Linked DNA regions of Drosophila melanogaster: region 2 is linked to region 1. Evidence: chromatin contacts called from public HiChIP or PLAC-seq data. All regions are on one chromosome and are shown on one strand. Each heading gives the region's core, a stretch centred on a gene start, on an enhancer-like site or on the middle of the called end of the contact. The rest is flanking DNA. Distances are from core to core; before and after follow the strand shown.

The links. HiChIP or PLAC-seq counts read pairs in DNA pulled down with a chosen protein or histone mark.
Region 2: a Psq HiChIP or PLAC-seq map of the Kc167 cell line shows a contact between it and region 1, with 2.1 times the contacts expected there. The contact joins the promoter of Chsy here to the promoter of lncRNA:CR44888 in region 1. A contact is called at or near these places in 1 of 1 datasets of contacts at CTCF or cohesin (the Kc167 cell line), 4 of 107 Hi-C or Micro-C datasets (the Kc167 cell line, the OSC cell line, the S2 cell line and 1 more) and 2 of 6 datasets of contacts at active chromatin or transcription factors (both in the Kc167 cell line).

What each region holds. Positions count from the first base shown.
Region 1 is chrX:15,496,380-15,499,206 of dm6, forward strand. lncRNA:CR44888 (long non-coding RNA:CR44888) reads right to left here and starts at 1,483. Exons shown (of 1, transcript NR_123918.1): 1 at 1,144-1,483. The region is part of intron 2 of Gmap (Golgi microtubule-associated protein); the gene reads left to right.
Region 2 is chrX:15,592,012-15,594,789 of dm6, forward strand. It overlaps Chsy (Chondroitin sulfate synthase), which reads right to left and starts at 1,523. Exons shown (of 5, transcript NM_206717.3): 1 at 946-1,523.

The DNA.
Region 1 (2,827 bases), core at 233-2,732:
CAACGGGTGGGGAGGGGGAGCGGGGGTTGTGTGTGTGGTGTACTGTACTTAACGCATGTTAACGCCACTGTTAACTTGCACGCCCGATTGATATGAACGTGGAACAAGGAAGCTAAGTACAAGGGTCCCCCCTTTGAACAATTCGCTTTGCACTCGCAACCGAACGAAATGCATTTGAAAAGCGTGCAGATGTGTGTGTGTGTATGTGTTTGTGTGTGTGTGTGTGTGCATCTGTGTACTGGTGTTGCGCATTGTTGTGCTGGCTGTTGTTACAGTTGCTTTTTTTTTTCCTCCCATTGCTGATAAAAGAAAAGCCCCCAAAACTAATTAACGCCTGCAACGTGTTTGCTGCCAGTATATAATGACATATACCTACATTTTGTACATACTTACATATATATCACCAAGCATTGATAGTGTTCCCCCTTTCCCCCTCGCCCTCCCCATACCCATACTCTTCCTGCCCAACCAAAAAGGTGCGAAAGAGATGGCCACTATGGGCTTGGGGTCTAGACGATTGTGTGTGCTGTGTGTATTTCTACCTTCATGGGTTGACTGTATTTTTATCTGCTAATTAAACACAGACGCTCGATTGCGCCAGTAACAAATACAACAGAAACAGTGAAAACAGCAACTGAAACAGAAACAGAAACCGAAACCGTACAGAAACACCAGTAACAACAGCCCGCTTAAAGTCAACGACGTGGCCATATGGAACCACTAGAGAACCGCATATACCATATACCATATAATACCATATATCATATACTACATAGATGATATAGCCGAAAATATACTCTGAATTACGGCGAGGCAGTTTGGAATTGTGCTTGCACAGCGAAAAGATGAAACTACATGCGTTGTCCGGGTGTCGTCTTTCTTCATCAAATCTCTTGGGAAAGCAAGGAAACGCGACTGGTCTATCTAAATGGCACGTAATGCCTATGTAGCCAGCTTTTTGTCGCATCCTGCCGTCCCTTTCTAAGCCAAACCTTTTTTCAACTACTCCCCCCCCCCCCTCCATGCAACGATACGCGGGCTTATTTGTTTTCTTTTAACAACTTGCTATCTCTATCTCTGGACTCTCCCAAAAGGAACTCAAATGAGGGGAGTCTTAGGAGAGCTCAGCCAATACAGTGTAGGGTCTTAAGCTAGGAAATATTGTCAATTGCAGCATGTTAAAGATGCTAATTCCACTTTATTATGAAATTTTGGTACGGGTTCAAAGTTGCTGATGAATAGAACTGGCTCTTTATTCAAAGCAATGCACGTTAGAAAGATTTTGGGAATTTCGGGTCTTGAGATTACGGTTTTCAAAGATCGTCATAGAGTTGTCGGACTGTAGGTGTATTTTAGACGGCGGTGCAGCGTCGCCAGAAGTGGCAGAGGGGCGGTAGGACGGTTTGGGGGCGGGGCAGCAGAGGCGGTACAGACGATTGAGGCGATCGGAGAGCGGCCAGCAGAGAGCATACATCACTGAGCGCTGAGAACAAACAAAATGAGCAAAATAAGCAAATAAAGCCGTCTCCAGCGGTACAACAACAATAGCGACAACAACACCATCGCACACACACACACACGCACACACATAAGCAATTCTTTAAACAACACAAAAAGAAAAAAAAAGAAAATAAATAAAAACAACAACAAACGTCGCTTAATTTCAAGTTAAATAGCCGACGCGCATTATTTGAGTTTTGAAATGGAGAGCAAGTCGAAGTTGCTGGCTACGTGTGCATATCGCCATACATATGTACACATACATACATATATCCGAATCCATGTACAAATGCCCATGTACCCACATCCATCCCACCGCCGAGTGAGGTTATGTACGGCTGTCATGATAAATGTCTTACCATTTTATCCATTAACCCCGTCGCTGCTATCTCCCCACCCAGCGCGGTCTTTATCTCTGATTTTATACCTTTCAAATGAATCAGAGTTATGAATCATAGTCGCGATTGGTCGGGTTCATCAACTCAATGGCTATGTCCTTTGAACTGTTTTTAAACTGGGATCCAAACTCACCAAACTCATCAAAGTCTTGCTTTCATCACGCAGTTTTAAAGTATATCTAATGGGATCAGTATGACCATAGTTGCTAAGCAATAAAAATATAATTCAAACGCAAAAACGCTAATCATTCATTTAATGATGTGAAACTCTAACGTGACGTGCTGGAATTCGATAAAGCAAGTAACTGTGTAATAGGTATGCTTTTGATATGCTGGTAATATGTTTTTGATGGGTACCAGATAATAAAATTGATATTAAAGCTTGGTAATAATAATTTGTTATATTATATAATATAGATTAGCGTAGCTCGACTTTAGAGAATCCTTTACACATAACACATATAACCAAATATATAGTTAGAAACTAGAACTTCAAACGGTTTTAATAGTTCCCACTTAGCCTGAGTTCGTTTCAAAGATATGATGATCCTTATTCGCGCCATCTGTCGTCTCTTTCGCTCGCTCTTTCCCCACCGATGGCGCTTCGTGCTGCGCTTCGTGTGCTCGGCTCGACGACTTCGGCACTGGCTTCGTGTGCGGCTTCGGCTGCAGTTCCGTCGCATGCGATCGCCGCCGGTCGCTATTTCCACCGGCGCACTGCACGCAACAATCACTCGTCGATCGCTCGCTCAGCGGATCGGACGTACCGGTATTATCGCTCCTCCGTTGCCTCGGTCGCAATCGCTGCTCGCGTCGGTGCGGCGTTGCCACCCCCTCGAAACCGAAAACCCATTATAAAGTTTGAAACATATATATCCTAAACAGAACAATAAGTTTAACTAATTTTTTTTTGTATCGCTGCCTTAAAA
Region 2 (2,778 bases), core at 273-2,772, 96 kb after region 1:
TGTATGTTTTTTTTTTAATGATTTAATATAAAGCACACAAGGATTTTTAGAGGGCCAGCGCTTTCTTGGCACATTTCTCGCAGTGTAGCTTGGACGCACAAGCATTCTGCTCGCCAGCTGACCTCCTCGCCATCCATTGAGTCACCTGTACAGGTGAGACCTGGGCGTACCATTAGTTAGCTGCTTATGCAACTTTCGGTCTCTGCGATCTTAACTTAACTTTTATTTTCTATGGCCGCACCATAGATAAGGCACTGCTTTAAAGTAAGTGCTTTGACTTATTGTATATTGTATATTGTAGGTAAATATATTTTTAAATTCTTATCTGTCTGAGAATAATCAGCTGCGCCGGTGGAAGGGTATGAGAATCCAGGCGGGATTCGTTTAATGAACTTTTTAATGCCCAAGTGTTCGGTTTGAGTCTCGTTTCGGATTCTCGGACCTTGACAGCAAATTGCCGAGATTTTAAACAAGTCTGGGTTGTTGCCCATTTTCATTTTCGCCAGGGGACAGCGCGATTTCTCGGATTTGATTGTACTTCTGTTCTATTTTTAATATATTTGTTTTTTTTTTTTTTCGACTAGCAAGAAGGAAATATTTTTTAAAAGGCCCATATGGTGAACATTGGTAGTCCTGATGGACTACCATTTTTTTTATATATTTTTTAATCGGATTAAGCAGAGAGATAAAAGTTGTGGTATATATTCCAAGTAATTTGGCAAATATTTATGTGGATTTTCTTCCCTGTCACAATAGAATTGCATATTATTTCTATATTATATGTTAGGGTTTCATGAAAGAAGCAATAGTAACTATATTTTTTAATAAATATACAGATTTTAAAGATACAAAGTAAACCCTGGATAGATTTGCTTAACAAGTTGGGTGCTCGTATGGACATGCCTCAGATATCGGCCTTAATTGAAATGCCGAGCAGCAACTCACCTGTTCCAAGTGATCCGATCAGGTTGCCGTCGAATGCTGGGTCAGCACTTTTGCCGCCTTTTTTTTTTGCCGGTTTAACTGGGTTCTTGCTGACAATTCGCATCTATCGGATGATCGGGTAGTATGACGAGTAGATACATATGCATGTACGTAAGTGGAGTGGGAGTATCCCAATTGCGAAGTGGAGGATCTTGACTAGGGGTACGCAATTGTTGAGAGATAATACTCCCATACAGGCACACACACTCGCACACACACACACACACACAGTGGCTCAGTGGCTCACACACAGATACTCGGGCACGCACACAGCGACAATTCGGCAAGCAGACAACAACACAACACGCTGTTTTAATTATTATTAGCCCTCGCTGTTGTTGTCCCTGCCTATTTGCTTTTTTTTTCGCTGGTTACGACGATAAGTTCGCAAAGGTCGTTTCACGAAAAAAAAAAAACTTAATGAAGTTTTCAACACACCAGCCAACACGCACATAAAATAATTAAGCCAACTTCGTAATGTGCAATTTCACTTTTTTCCTTCGCAGCGGCGAATTAAATTATTTAACAAACTGTTGCGTTTTCGGTTTTCATGTCTCCCAATAAATATCTTAACAGCGACCACCGATAGAAGCGGCGAAAAACGTTGAGCGCCTTGCAAGAACTAACCAATCCATCCGAGAAGTAGTCGCACCGCCGTCGACGAACTGCGTCGGAATCGGAATCGGAATCGGATCGCTCGACCGAACGCGGCCACCTTTGCGAAAGTATCTCTCAGATACTTTTCAGCTCTCTCCCTCTCTCTCTCTCTCTCTTTCTGCACTGCGTCAGAGATGCGTCGGTGATCGCTGTTGAACCATTACTGCTATATCCACTTTATTGTATCCGACTTTCTTGATGTATAGTTATAAAATAGTTACGTAGTTAAGAGCACAGATACTTAGTAACCTAACAAATGTTTATAGATACTTTCCGGAAGAAAATTGGCTAAATGTACTAGGATACCATATGAAAAAATATTAATAATTCTTATTGGTAAGAAATTGGTACATTTCGTTTTACTTTAGTTTTATGTTGCACATTAAAAAAATAATAATAATAATATGATATCATATCATATGAATATGATAATATGATTTATTTTGTAAGAATGTCTTATTCAAAAATTAAAGAAGAGACAAATTTAAAAAACGGAATATTCACAAATGAAAGTAGTAAATTTAGCGAGAGAGCAGCTAACAGCTGGTTGTGCCACCGGCGGTTTCTCTCAGTGCGTATCTTTGCTTTTCGGAGAGACGGGTGTATCTGTATCTGTATCTAATAGCAGAATGTTGAGTGGCCTGCTCATCGCACCGCCTGTTTGGTAATTCCTTTTTTTCTGGCTCATGGCAACATGTGGCCCGAAATCATTCGCTTCGTTACTCCGTTTTATAGTTCGCAGAATTCAATTCCAATAAATCGCTTGCCAAAAAATGTGCATTAAATATGTAAAAGAATTGCGAGGTTGGAACTATATTATATATTTTTTTGAAAGCTAATGCTTGATATTTTTTAATAAGTACGCTGGGTATTTTCTCTAACCTTATTTCAGCATGTTATATAGTTAGATACAAAATTTTCAAATTGATCTGCAAATCTTAGTATTCATTTAAGACATTCGATGGCGCCACTTTGAAATGCGCCATCTCTTTAACTGATGAGAAATGTAAATTGTAGTTTTATAAATACCCGCCTAGCTGGCGCTTTTGTGCTATGTCAAATATAACAAGAATATATACATGTAAGTAAGACTGTAATGTATATTTATTTTGTATCTACATTTTTTATACTTTCGCA